Regions from separate parts of the Mus musculus genome. Here region 2 is linked to region 1. The links are chromatin contacts, called in public HiChIP or PLAC-seq maps. All regions are on one chromosome and are shown on one strand. The core of a region is the stretch at or near the end of the contact, and the rest is flanking DNA. Distances in the headings are between cores, read along the strand shown. Region 1 overlaps Abhd6 (abhydrolase domain containing 6). Region 2 holds the start of Pdhb (pyruvate dehydrogenase (lipoamide) beta).

Evidence for each region. HiChIP or PLAC-seq counts read pairs in DNA pulled down with a chosen protein or histone mark.
Region 2: an H3K27ac HiChIP or PLAC-seq map of embryonic stem cells shows a contact between it and region 1, with 22 read pairs. The contact joins the promoter of Pdhb here to the enhancer-like site in region 1. A contact is called at or near these places in 8 of 39 promoter capture datasets (the C10 cell line, the HPC-7 cell line, cranial neural crest and 5 more), 3 of 484 Hi-C or Micro-C datasets (all in embryonic stem cells), 8 of 115 datasets of contacts at active chromatin or transcription factors (embryonic stem cells, extraembryonic endoderm stem cells, large pre-B cells and 1 more) and 3 of 9 other capture datasets (adipose tissue, liver and pancreatic islet).

The regions. Positions count from the first base shown.
Region 1 is chr14:8,048,304-8,054,950 of GRCm38.p6, forward strand. It overlaps Abhd6 (abhydrolase domain containing 6), which reads left to right. Exons shown (of 9, transcript NM_025341.4): 7 at 1,271-1,325; 8 at 1,505-1,605. It overlaps Gm41094 (a long non-coding RNA gene), which reads right to left. Exons shown (of 2, transcript XR_874211.2): 2 at 5,715-6,358. Among named protein-coding and RNA genes, the nearest start is that of Gm41094, 4.0 kb to the right of the region's middle. Within about 2 kb of position 3,743, at least 3 of the 459 cell types and tissues checked have an H3K27ac peak or open chromatin away from gene starts, as enhancers often do. A contact at or near this core is called in embryonic stem cells, where this site is marked.
Region 2 is chr14:8,171,645-8,178,123 of GRCm38.p6, forward strand. It overlaps Pdhb (pyruvate dehydrogenase (lipoamide) beta), which reads right to left and starts at 1,348. Exons shown (of 10, transcript NM_024221.3): 1 at 1,247-1,348; 2 at 1,120-1,173. The coding sequence starts at 1,288.

The DNA.
Region 1 (6,647 bases), core at 2,493-4,992:
CTTGTCGATCTGGCTCGTTTAGATTTGCTACAGCCCTCAACAAGGGACGCAAAGGCAGTGCCAAACAATCACCCGTGCTCTGTGGAATTATCAGTGTTGTCCCAGGGTTTTCTTAATAGTTTATTTCTTCTCCTCGTCCTCCTCCTCCTCTTCCTCTTCCTCTTTCAGAAGGGTCTTTTCATGTCTCACAGGCTGGCCTGGGACTCACTTGAGTTGTTGAAGATGAATTTAAACCCCTAATCCTCCTGCCTCTACCTCCAGAGTATTAGGATTTCAGGCTTGGCTGTACCTCACCAGGTTTATAAAGTTCTGAAGATGATCAAGGCGTGGCACATGCTAGGCCTGCTCTCCACCAATTGAGTTATCTCCCCAGCTCCTTATCATTGACTAATGACCTGATATTTTGTTTATTCAGATTTTTGTCTTGAACTAAACTGATAATTTCTCAAGATGCCTGGCAATTAGAGGTGTCTTTAAGATAATGTGCAGGCCTTGGCTTTGCAGCATCTCCTAAGTTCCTTCTGTCTTAGTTAGGGTTTTACTGCTGTGAACAGACACCTTGACCAAGGCAAGTCTTATAAAAAACAACATTTAATTGGGGCTGGCTTACAGGTTCAGAGGCTTACTCCATTATCATCAAGGTGGGAACATGGCAGTAACCAGGCAGGCATGGCACAGGCAGAGCTGAGAGTTCTACATCTTCATCCAAAGGCTGCTAGTGGAAGACTGACTTCCAGGCAACTAGGGTAAGGGTCTTAAGCCCACACCCACAGTGACACACCTACTCCAACCAGGTCACACCTATTCCAACAAGGCCACACCTCCAAATGGTGCCACTCCCTGGCCCAAGAATATACAAGCCATCACACTTCCTAATTTTTCTTATTATTACTGTTTAGTGTGAAAGGTGTTTTGCCTGTGTATTGGTGCACCACGTGTGTGCAGTGCCTACAGGGGCTAGACAAGCACATCAGGGCCCTGGAACTGGAGTTACAGATGGTTGTGAGCCTTCTTGTTGGTGCTGGGAATTGAACCCGGGTCCTCTGCAAGAGCTGCTAGTGCTGCTGACTATGGAGCTATCTCTCTGTAATCCCTTGATTTGCTTCTGTAAAGCCTCCCAATTATAGTCTACATTCTGGGGACTCACAGGCCCAGCCCTTGACAGTGTAGGAACGTCCTGAGCACTGCCCCCTGTGCTGCCGCAGAGCTATAAAAGGCTGGAGGAAGTGAGACTTCTCGTGTTTTCTAACTTTGGATTTTTCACCCTCAGATCCTTCAAGGTCTTGTCGATGTTCGCATTCCTCATAACAGCTTCTACCGGAAATGTAAGTAGCCCCGCTCCACTTGCGGCTTAGTGGCTGGCTGCCTCGTAATCTGTAAACCTCTGTATTTGGAATGTTTTCTGGGCCCCTCAAGAAAGGAGATGGTGGCTTGGGCTTGAAGAAGCTCTGACTACGGAGACACCCGCATACTTAGACTCACTGTGTGTTTCTTTTCTGACAAGTGTTTTTGGAAATCGTCAATGAGAAATCCAGATACTCTCTGCATGAGAATATGGACAAGATCAAGGTCCCGACACAGATCATTTGGGGGAAACAAGACCAGGTATGTCACAGGACCCTATAGAAAAAAGCCAGTGGTCATCTTTAAAGCAAGCCTCCATGGTAGCCTTCTTATGTTGGGTGCCAGCGTCTGCCACGGCTCTCTGAGCTGAGAACAGTGATGGTTGATTTTTAGCATGAAAGGGAATTTGCTGTTGAGATAAGGTTTCTTTTACCATGTAGCCCAAGCTGGCCTCGTCCATGAGCTCCTCTTGGCTGCACATCCCAAACCTGGAATTGCAGGCTACCAGTGTGCAGCACTGGGCCTCGTTCATGCTAAGCCATCACTTTACCGTAAGCCATACTTCCAACCCTAATTTATCTGTCAGGTGCAGGGACATGGACCTGCATTCTGCTACCTACGAAGGTAAAGCAGAGTGCTCTGCCTCTGTGCGATGGTTCCTGCTGAGTTCAGGAAATGGCAGCCAACTTAGCAGTACAGGCCCTGTTTAAGTCAAAATTACCAAAAGCCATTCTGTCACATGAAAATCTAATCGTGTAAATTTGTGTCCTTTACTTCCAAATCTTAGTTCCTGTTTCCTTTACTTCCTTGCAAGATATCTGGAATTCTCTTAAGCCAGAAGTTGGAAACTTCCTGTGAAGAACCAAATAGTAAATAATTGTAGCTTTGCTCTCCACATTGTAGCTAGTCTCTGTCACATTCACTCAGTTCTGCTTGTGTGTAAAGTATCATAGGTGATATGTAAAGATATGACATGGCTGTGTCATAGGGAACCATTGTTTACAAAACCAGTTAACAACAGCAGGGACCATGGCTCAGAGGCAGAGCACTCAAGTAGCATGTGTGAGTGCTTGGTTCGATTCTTAGCACCATAAATCAAAGCAGAACAAAAGGCGGCTACTGTTTACCTGCCCTACTCCAGTTCACAAGCATACATATGTACAGTTCCAGGGGATCTGACACCCCATCAGCCTCCTCAAATGCCAGCCATGTGTACAGACATGTATGCAGCCAAAACATCTATACACATAAACTTTTAAAAATAAGACAAAAGCAAAAAAAAAAAAATACAAAGCATTCTTACCTTTACCATAATTCATCAGTTTTAGCTGCTTTATTGATTGAAAAATAGTTACTTAGATTTTGTTTGTGTATGTGTGGCAGGGTGGGGTGTGGGTGTGGGTGGTAGGCTCCCTTACTCACTGAGCCATCTTAGCATCCCTGCTTTATGGTTGCTGAGCTTGTGTGTAGTGGAGCTCCCCCTGGGCTCCCTGTCCACAGCCTGGTTCCAGAGCATTCTAACCACACAGGGTCCTCCCATTCATGGCTTGTATCGATGCCCATGCACAGCCGTGCCCTCTTTCTTTAACTTTGGCCTTTCTAGAAATTGCATATAAATGGTGTCATGTAGGCTACAGTCCTTTGCAGGTGGCCTCTGTCCCTGCAGCATGCTTCTAAGATTCATCCATACACAGCATTTTGGGTTGGTTGGTTGGTTTTTGTGTTTGTCTGATTTTTGGTGGTTGTATTGTTATTTGAGACAGGGTCTCACAATGTAACTCTGCTGTCCTGGAACCTATTCTGTAGTCCAGGCTGGCCTGGAACTCACAGAGATCTACCTGCCTCTGCCTCCTGGGCCTAAAGGCATGAGCCACCACTATCTGACACATAATTTTTTTTTTTCTTTTTACCACTGAGTATTTTTTTTATGGCACAAGTGTTCCAAGTTTTATTTACTAGCAATTTAAATTTTACATTTACAACATTGATTGTAGTGTCCCAATCTATTCAGACTACACAGAGTAATTTGCTTACATTAGGGTCCCTTGAACTTCAGAGTATATTTTCTGTGAACAAGAATACCCTTTCAGGACTGGAGAGATGGCTCAGTGGTTAAGAGCACTGACTGTTCTTTCAGAGGTCCTGAGTTCAATTCCCAGCAACCACATGGTGGCTCACAACCATCTGTAATGTGGTCCAATGCACTCTTCTTGTGTGTGTCTGAAGACACCTATAGTGTACTCATATAAATAAAAATAAATAAATCTTTAAAAACAAACAAACAAAAAAAGAAAACCCACCCTTTCATGTAACCAAAGCATTCTGGGAATGGAGGAGCCAGCCCACAGTCCATGTTTGTCATTTACCTCAGGTTGTGCCTCTTCACCCTCCTACCGCCCTGAGCCAGTACCCAGCCCAGGAGCTCCTGTTGGATGGCTGTCTTTATTCTCATTTAATTGGAGGCATTCTCTGGCTGGCTTTGTCATTCATTTGACAAGGTGTTCGACACATTATTTGGTTAGTTATTTTATAAAACACTCTTTAACTTGAGTTTCTCTGAATTGTCTCTTCACTGGGGATGGTCATTTTAACAGTCTCATCAGGCTGTTTCTAATAAGCAGGTTATAGACAGATACTTTGAAACCAAGAAGTTATCCTGCTCCTCAGAAACACCCCCATCCGCACCTGATTTATTGTCGTCTGTAATGATTCTTGACCAAAAAAGTCTTTCTTCATCCTTCTGAAGGACCCTGTAGTAGCTGGGTGTTACAAAGCCCAGGCCTTTGATCCCAGCACTCAGAGGCAGAGGCAAGCAGATCTCTGAGTTTGAGGCCAGCCTAGTCTACAGAGTAAGGATAGCCAGGGATACATAGGGAAACCCTGTCTCAAAAACAAAACACAACACAGAAGCGGACAGTGCTCATTCTATCCTGCTGACCATTTAGGTCCCTTTCAGTTTTGGACAGTAAGCAGCATTCCAGTGAGCATTGTGCATGTGTATTTGTGGACCATGATGCTCCATCTAAAGGATACAGTTTTGCATGTGAAGTCACCAGATCAAAAATCATATGTGCTCAAAGTTTTGATAAGTTTTGTCATATAGGCTTGCATTTGTTTCAGAGGGCTGCAGCAACTGTGGACCACAGCCTGGGTGGGGAGGCCTCAACCAACTGAGAGCAATGTATTATCTTTCAGTTCTAGGGGCTGCAAGTTCAAGGTCAGGGCATCAACAGGGCTGGTTCCTTCTGAGAGCTGAAGGAGACTCTTCTCCATGTCCCCCTAGCTTCTGGTGCTTGCAACCATCTTTGGCATCCCCTATCTTAGTCCCTGGATTCTACCTTCATCTCCCCGCGGCAGTTTGTGCGCGTGTGTGCGTGCACGTGTGTGCGTGCAAGTGTGTATATCTTGATCCACATCCTCCTCCCCCTACCCCCTTAAGAACACCAGCCATATTGGATTAGGGCTTCTCTGCTCCATTATGACATCATCTTAACCACTACATCTATAATGCACTATTCCAAATCAGGCAATGCCGACTTCAACTTAAGAATTTATGGGGCTACCATTCAGGTCACAGCCAGCTCTCCAAAGATGCAACAAGTTCATTCCGAGAAGCACATTTGTGGCTGCTTTTGAGGAATCATGCCTACCAAAGATTTTCCATAAAGTTTGAAGCAAGAAGAGGCAGAGAGAAGTATAGAAAGCAGATGAACAGCAGTGTATACCAAAGTATGCACGGGGTCTTTTGTTCAAGAATATCTGGAGAAGCCGGGCTTGGTGGTGCACGCCTTTAATCCCAGCACTCGGGAGGCAGAGGCAGACGGATTTCTGAGTTTGAGGCCAGCCTGGTCTACAAAGTGAGTTCCAGGACAGCCAGGGCTATACAGAAAAACCCTGTCACAAAACAAAACAAAACCAACAAAACAAAACAAAAAAAGAATATCCGGAGAAAAAGATATTAAAAACAGGGTTTTTTGGTTTTTTTTTCCTGATTGTTTTCTCTTACAACAAAATGCCTGAGGCTGAGTGGTTTATAAGGACTTAGAAGTTTATAAGCTAATGGTTCAGAGGCTGGGAAGTCCATGTGCAGAGTGCCACGATGTGCTCAGCATATAGTGAGGGGCTTCCTGTGGTATAACAGGGTTGAGGACAGCAGGATGGTGACATTAATCCATTCCTGTGGTCAGAGATCTCAGTGGTTCATTAATCCATTCAGGAGGACAGAAGGATAAAGTTCCCATCCATGAACTTTTGAGGGACACATTCAAGCTCTGGCACACCCCAAGGTGAAAATCACCATTGTGGGTTGCGGTAATTTCTTACCTCAGTAAGCCTATATTAAAAAAAACAAAACAAAACACAATTATGCCTAGATTGGGCAGATATATCACCATACTAATTTATTCCCCAGCTATGAGACCCCTTGCTACTTGTGGCTTCTTCAGGCCATTGTGGGGCAAAAAAATGGTGTCCCGCGACCTCTGGGGGCTAGGGCCATTGGGCAAGGCAGACCCGATGGAATGCCTGGCAGGCGTTGGACTGTGAGAAGCCCCAGGATCCCACTCCAGGGGTGGGAAAAGGCGCAGTCTAGGGTCCCCCAAGAACCTGCCAGAGTCGGCGTCCAACTCTTGGGCACCACAGACCACTGAGCACCATGGAAGAGCCGGTTCTGGGGTCCCTGGGCAGCACGGAGGCAGCAGGCTCTCATTCTCAGACATCCCAGATGCTGCTGGAAGAGCTGAGAACAAAGTGGGGACCCTCGGGCAGACTCTGGCCGAGGTGGGGGTGGGGGCAAAGTGAAGGCAGAGGAGTCCTGCTAGCCCAGGCGGCTTGCTCTGCGGGTGGCCAAGATGGAGCGCAGGAAGGCTTCTCAGCGGGAGGTTAGACACGCAGCTTGTTAGAGGGAAACCTGCTCCAAGATCCAGCACGGTGGATCCTGATGAGAAGAGGCAGTCCGAGGTCAGCCTGGTCTACAAAGTGAGTTTCAGGACAGCCAGGGTTATGCAGAGAAACCCTGTCTCGAAAAACCAAAAAAAAAAAAAAAAAGGCAGTCCATGGTTTTAAGGCATTAATTGTAGAAAGGGAGAATGTAGAGAAGAGAGCGGCCATGGCCATGAGGAGGGAGGGGAGAAGGGAGTGGCAAAGAGGGAGAACAAGAGGGTAAGAGAACAAGGATGTTGCTAGGTAATTGTGGGAAGGAGCATACCTAGCTGTTGCCAGGTAACTGTGGGGGTGGAGTCCAGACAATACCAGGAACAATACCAGGAGCTTGGGGCATTGCTGATAGCCTCACACCTCTCTGC
Region 2 (6,479 bases), core at 98-2,597, 120 kb after region 1:
CATGCAGGCAGCCCACATTCCAAGAATCTGAGGAGGCAAGGTGGCCAAGCCTGCTGAGTTTCATCTCCAGTTTCCTACATGGCGGAAGGAGGAAACGGATCCCCTGCACATTGACCACAATGTGCATGCTCACACACATAGAACGTAACAAGTACCACTTATGCCAACTAATCTTCACTAGGCGTCAGTGACAAGCTTACAGAACACTTCTGCTCTACTGCTTCATATGCACGGGCAAGAAAACTGAGCGATTGCTAAACCAGCTCCCAGGCAGTTTCCTACGGAGGAAGCATGCCAGGCTGTTTTACCAATACACTTGAAGTACTAAGACTTAGAGAACTAGCAAGGAAGGTCTAACTATGGATACTAACTACGACTAAGTATTAAGCGTTCACTAGTGCACAACACTTGACATCCACAATGCAGGTGCTGCTATGCTACTACAGTAATGTAGACTGATAAAATCCTTCTAGATATATATATGCCAAAAAAAGCATGTATCTGCAAGCCAATGTTCTCAGCACCGTAACAAATTCAAAAGATAGAAACAAACCACCCTTAAATGAATGTATAAATAAAACGTACAAAGGATATGATTCAACGTTCCAAAGGAACAAATTCTGATGAATGTATTCTACAATGTGGATGAACCTTTTTAAATAAGCCAGACACAAAAGAACAAAAGATTCAACTTATATGACGCTCTAAAACAAGAACTCAAAAAGAGCCAGAAAAGTACAATACAACAGCGGCCGAAAGAGTGTGAATTATTATCGTGTAAAGTTCTGGAAGTTGACAGTGTAGACCGTGAATTCATTCGATGCCACATTTGAACACATAAGATTTCAAAGCTACATTTTACCACAACTCCAGGGTGGGGATTAAAAGTCAGGAAAGCAGGTGGTTGTCTGTTCGACTGCCACCGGCCTCGAAGGGATGGTTACCAATATGAATGGCACCGGGCGAGGACAGAGGCAGCGCGAATCATCCGCAGGACGCGGCCGCTGTCAGGGTCCAAGATGCCACCTGGCCCTGGGGCAGACACGACCCCGATCTCTCAGGCCTGCTCCCGGGCCCCAGGGCTCCCTCCCGGCCTTGCCCGACGTCGGGACCGGTTACCTGCACCGCTGCGGGCGCCGAGCGGTGAAAACGCCTCTTCAGCAGCCCGGAAGCCTGGAAGGGAGAGAAAAAAGGGTTCAGAAAGGGCACAGGGCCTACAGTGGACGCGCTAGGGGCCGCTACCTACCTGCCGCAAGGGTCCCCGCACCAGACCAGCCACCACCGCCATCTTGCCCGTGTCCTCTACTAGCTGCCGAATGACAACACAGAAGCGCCGCAGAGCCCGTCTGACGCAGCCAATAGTAGGGCGTGACACCTTTACGTCCCACCTCTGTTCGGCAAAGCCAATAGAATGGTAACTGAGAGTCCCGTCTTCCTGAGGAAGCCAATAGCAAGGCGCTATTTCATAGGCCCCGCCCCCAGGCTTTGGCAGAGCGCGCCCTCTGGGCCCCGCCTCTGCATGCGTAGCCAACGGCTAGTTTCGACGCCTGCGAGCCCCGCCCACCTAGCGAGTCGCGGTCCAGCAGAGGTGACGTGAGGCTGCTGTTCCTCTCTGACCCGGTGCACTGGAGATAACTTTGCAGACCGCTTGCAGAGGCTGTCATGCACCTAACACGCCCTACACTCAGACTTGACTGCTGACTGCTCACGTGCTGGGACTGAGTCAGTGCAGCCTGATCCGACCGAGGCTGCTAGGACCGTAAAGCCACCCCTTTGCGGGCACTGAAGGACTTTGAGCAACGTGTGAATCTTGCACACACAACAGTGGAGGGTGAACCTACCATTATATGAAGGGCGCTGTAAATTGAATGTGAACAATAGCTTTCATGTAGGCACTAAGCGTCCACTGTGTGCCAAGTACTGTGATGTGTGCTTGATAAGTGCTTTTAGGTGGTTTCTGTTTGTATTATCTCCATCCAGGCGAGAAGAGGTGAGGAGGTTGTTCTGATCTTGCTGAATTTAGATGGCATACCGGGACTGGAGAAGCCTGAAACATAGCTTTAGCAGGACAAGAGACAGTTGAGAATAGATACTTAGATGTGGCCTTTATATTCTGCATTCAGTCTCATCGACTGTAAAAGGACACTGAGGTATGGGATCACCTCCTTCCAAACCTCCCTCATTGCTGCCATCAGGTGGTCACCATGTGAGATATATCAAATATGAGTCTTTCTTTTTTTTTTTTTTTTTTTTTAAGATTTATTTATTATTATATGTAAGTACACTGTAGCTGTCTTCAGATATACCAGAAGAGGGCATCAGATCTCGTTACGGATGGTTATGAGCCACCATGTGGTTGCTGGGATTTGAACTCTGGACCTTTGGAAGAGCAGTCGGGTGCTCTTACCCACTGAGCCATCTCACCAGCCCCAATATGAGTCTTTCTATCAAAAATTATATAAACTTGTGTTTGGGACAAGGACTTCAAATCCCCTCTCCTGCCTTGAAAAACTTTAATGTAAGTGGTTTTGGTTTTTGTTTTTCCTCACAAGGAAGTGTTTTTATGTGTAGTCCTGGGTGTCTTGGAACTCTCTCTGTAGACTAGGCTGGCCTTGAATTTACAGAGATCCACCTGCTACTGCCTTCTGAGTGCTGGGATTAAAGGTTTATGCTACCACCAACCAGTCCATAGTTTTTCTTCTTACCACTATTTTTCTATGGCTTAAATGTTCCAAATTCTATTTACTAGCAACTTAAATATTGCATTCACTACATTGGCTTTAGTGTTCTCATCTATTCAAACTATGAAGTTTGCTTACATCAGAGTCCCCTAACTTCAGAGTATATGTGAACAAAGACACTCTTTCATGTAACCAAAGGACATTCTGGAAATTGATGTAGACCAGGCTGGCTTTGAACTCAGAGATCTGTCTGCCTCTGCCTCCTACTAGTGCTGGGATTAAAGGAATGGACCACCACACCTAGCTTTGAGCAAAAGTTTGAATCTTTTGATTGTAAATGGAAGAAAATATCTAATAAAAAAGTTGAAAAAAAAGTTTGAATCTTCCTTAAGCATAATTTATGCAAAGGCCCACTGCTTTGTTCTTGGAATTCAACACCTGGGGCAATGGGCCTTCCTTTCACTCCTTTCCTCTTCCTCTTGCATTTCCTGATTGCTGAGTCATCTAAGGATAGCCATTGCATCAGACTGTGATTTCAGACTCGTGCCAACTCGGAAAAGAAACAATCACCGCCTGAGTTAGAATGAAGATGAAACGCACTCCCAGTCTCCCTGTGTATTCCCTCTTTCTGAGAACTCCCTCTTGATCAGGAGTAAAGTTCACCTTGTCCAGACACTTCAAATGAAGTGCTGGTCTCTTTCGTTGTGTCCCCAAACTTATTTCTGACAACTTCAAGCTTCCAGTTACCTCCAGCAATGGAGGAAACAGCCAGTGCTTGGAATCCTTCTAGTTCCAGCTGGGTCTAGTCCTTTTTGATAGGGAACAGAAAGGGACATTTTGTGTTCTATATCATAAAGACACACTTGATTGCTCTAATATAAAAGAGAATCCGCCTGTCCATATTAATAGCTTAGTACATATACACTGTATTAAGTCTCAAGCCCAGGACAAGTCTCATTTAATACCTATGACTCCTCTGAACACTTCTCACCCCACCTCCTATCCTAAACCTCTCCCTACCATTTGCTGGGCTTCCTGTCCCCAGCCTGATCCCTATATAATACAGCCATTTGGGCTACATGAGTCTCTTATTCCCAGGTCCTTTCTTGTTCTTCCTCCCCTCTCTCCTCTCACAGCCCAGTTTACTCTGCTGGCCATGTTCAGCCTGGACTCTTCCTTCTGCCTGCTTTCTCCCTATGTCTACAATAGACATCTTCTCCACACTTGAGGCATAGCCATGTTCTCCTTTTATCTCATTTTTCATTCACACACTTAGTGATTTTCTTGGTCTGCGTTAACCCCTCTCCCAAAGCAGACGTCCCTGAAGGATTACAAGGTGGAAACCAGAGGAAACGAACTTGAGCTTCATTGTTTTGTGTGTCTGAGTCCAAATATCCCCAGAGTGAAGAACATCAGCAACGAGGGAGAAGCAGACATCACAAGACTCAGAAATATGGCTGACCCCTGAGCAGGGCAGGCAAGCCTGAGCTCCAGAGTCTCTCTCTCTCTCTCTCTCTCTCTCTCTCTCTCTCTCTCTCTCTCTCTCTCTCTCTCACACACACACACACACACTATCCTGCAGACATCACAAGACTCAGAAATATGGCTGACCCCTGAGCAGGGCAGGCAAGCCTGAGCTCCAGAGTCTCTCTCTCTCTCTCTCTCTCACACACACACACACACACACACACACACACACACACACACACACACACACACACACACTATCCTGCTAGAATCTGCTGGTAGAGGTGAAATATAATCCAGATTTCTAGATTCTTTAACTTAAGTTTCTCTTATTCCCAGCTCTGAATAAGGCACAGTTTTAAGATCAATTCCTGTTTCTGCCTATTCTGTAAGTGACAGAGAACACGAACAGAATTCCAGTTACACTTTTGGTTCATTTCAGGGACACCCAGTGCTTACCAGCATCCCCCATGAAGCCCCTTGATTTCAGATGTTAGTCCCCATGGACTCTTTTTTTTCCTTTGTAGTAGTGAGTTTTTGTCAATTTGAGACAAACTAAAGTCACCTAGAGGAAGAGGGAATCGCAGTTGAGGATGAGAATTTGCCCATCAGACTGGCCTGTGGGCGTGCCTGTGGGCGTGCCTGTGGGCGTGTCTGTGGTGTGATTTTTCTGGACTGGTGTGGGAGGGCCCAGCCCATTGTAGACTGTGCCATCCCTGGACTAGAATAGGAAAGCAATTGGAGCAAACCATGAAGGCAAGCCCGTAAGCAGTGTTCTAGTGTAGCTCCTGCCTCTGCTCCAACTTTCCTCAGTGATGCACTGGGACATGGAAGTATAAGTCAAATGAACCTTTTCCTCGTCCAAGTTGGTTTTGGTCATCATTTTTATCACAGGAACAGAAAACAAATTAGGACAGTTCTGTTCATAGTAAAATATGATTTAATTGTCTTCCGCCCAGCATTTGGGATCTGAATTACAAAGCCAAAGGAGACATCAAGATGAATAAAACCTAGAGCCTAGATGTGTTCTTGGGCCTTATATTTACAAAAAAAATTGTCAGTGACTCCCCCAAGTCAGTTGAGTTAGTTGGGGAAGGCATTGGGTTTCATGGGCCTCAGAGAGTTTTCTTTTAAATAACAATCTGGTCATTTAGATACAAATTAATTGGTAGAGTTGCTTTCCTTTCAAACCGGCCGATTTAGAAAGACTGAGCAAAATTTCCTATTTTAAAAACACAAACAAAAATACTGAACTTTAAAGTCATAAGTTCTGAAAAGGAACTTTATACGCTCACCAGATTATATAGAAAGGCTCTGAGAAGCAGAAATTGGCCAAAATCACGTCTTTGCAGAGTAAGAAGAAACATTTGGCCTCAAATGCTTGGGGTCTTTTCTCTGTTTTGAAAAATTTCTTTATCCAAGGTTCTTTCTCTATGGGTTTGGCCATACTTGTGTGCAGTTTTGGATTAAAGAGGAGCCTCATTTTGTACACAGCCCAGACTTGCCTGGACCTCACTACATAGACCAGGGTGCCCTCAAATGTCCATCTGTCCTCTTGCCTCAGTCTCCTGAGTGTTGGATTGCTGGGATCACAGATTTGGACCATCACACAAGAGCTGCTGCTATTTTTCTGTTTTCTTTCCTCCTCCTCCTCCTCCTCCTCCTCCTCCTCCTGCTCTCCCCCTCCTCCTCCTCTCCTCTTCCTTCCTTCCTTCCTTCCTTCCTCTCTCTCTCTCTCCCTCTCTCTCTCTCTCTCTCTCTCTCTCTCTCTCTTCTTTTTGGCAGGGTCTCAATATGTAGTTCTACCCATAGACCAGGCTAGCCTCCAATGCACAAAAATCCTCCTGCTTCTGGACCTCAAATTCTGAAATTAAAGTTGTGTGCCACCATGCCCAGCTATGTGCATTATTTTATGTATTTATATATTCTAACAATATGAGTGTGCTTGTATATGTGTGTGTGTGTGTTGTCTCTAACACAGATTCACGTAACCACCAATCCAGTACAGAATTATTTCATAACCACAAAGAAATGTTCCCTTGTTACCTCATGGTTTTCAGCTCCCAACACCTGCTGATATGTTTCAAATGACTGTAGTTCTTCATTCTTTTATATTCTGGGCATAGGGTTCATCAGTAGAACATTTATTTAGCATTTATGAGGACCTGGATTAGCCAGCAAAACACACACACACACACACACACACACACACACACACACACACACACACACACGCTATATGAATGAAATCATACAATACGTAACCCTTTGAGACTGGTTCTCATCTTCATAGCAATGCAAACTAGTGTGTGCCACATTTCTGTCTGTTAC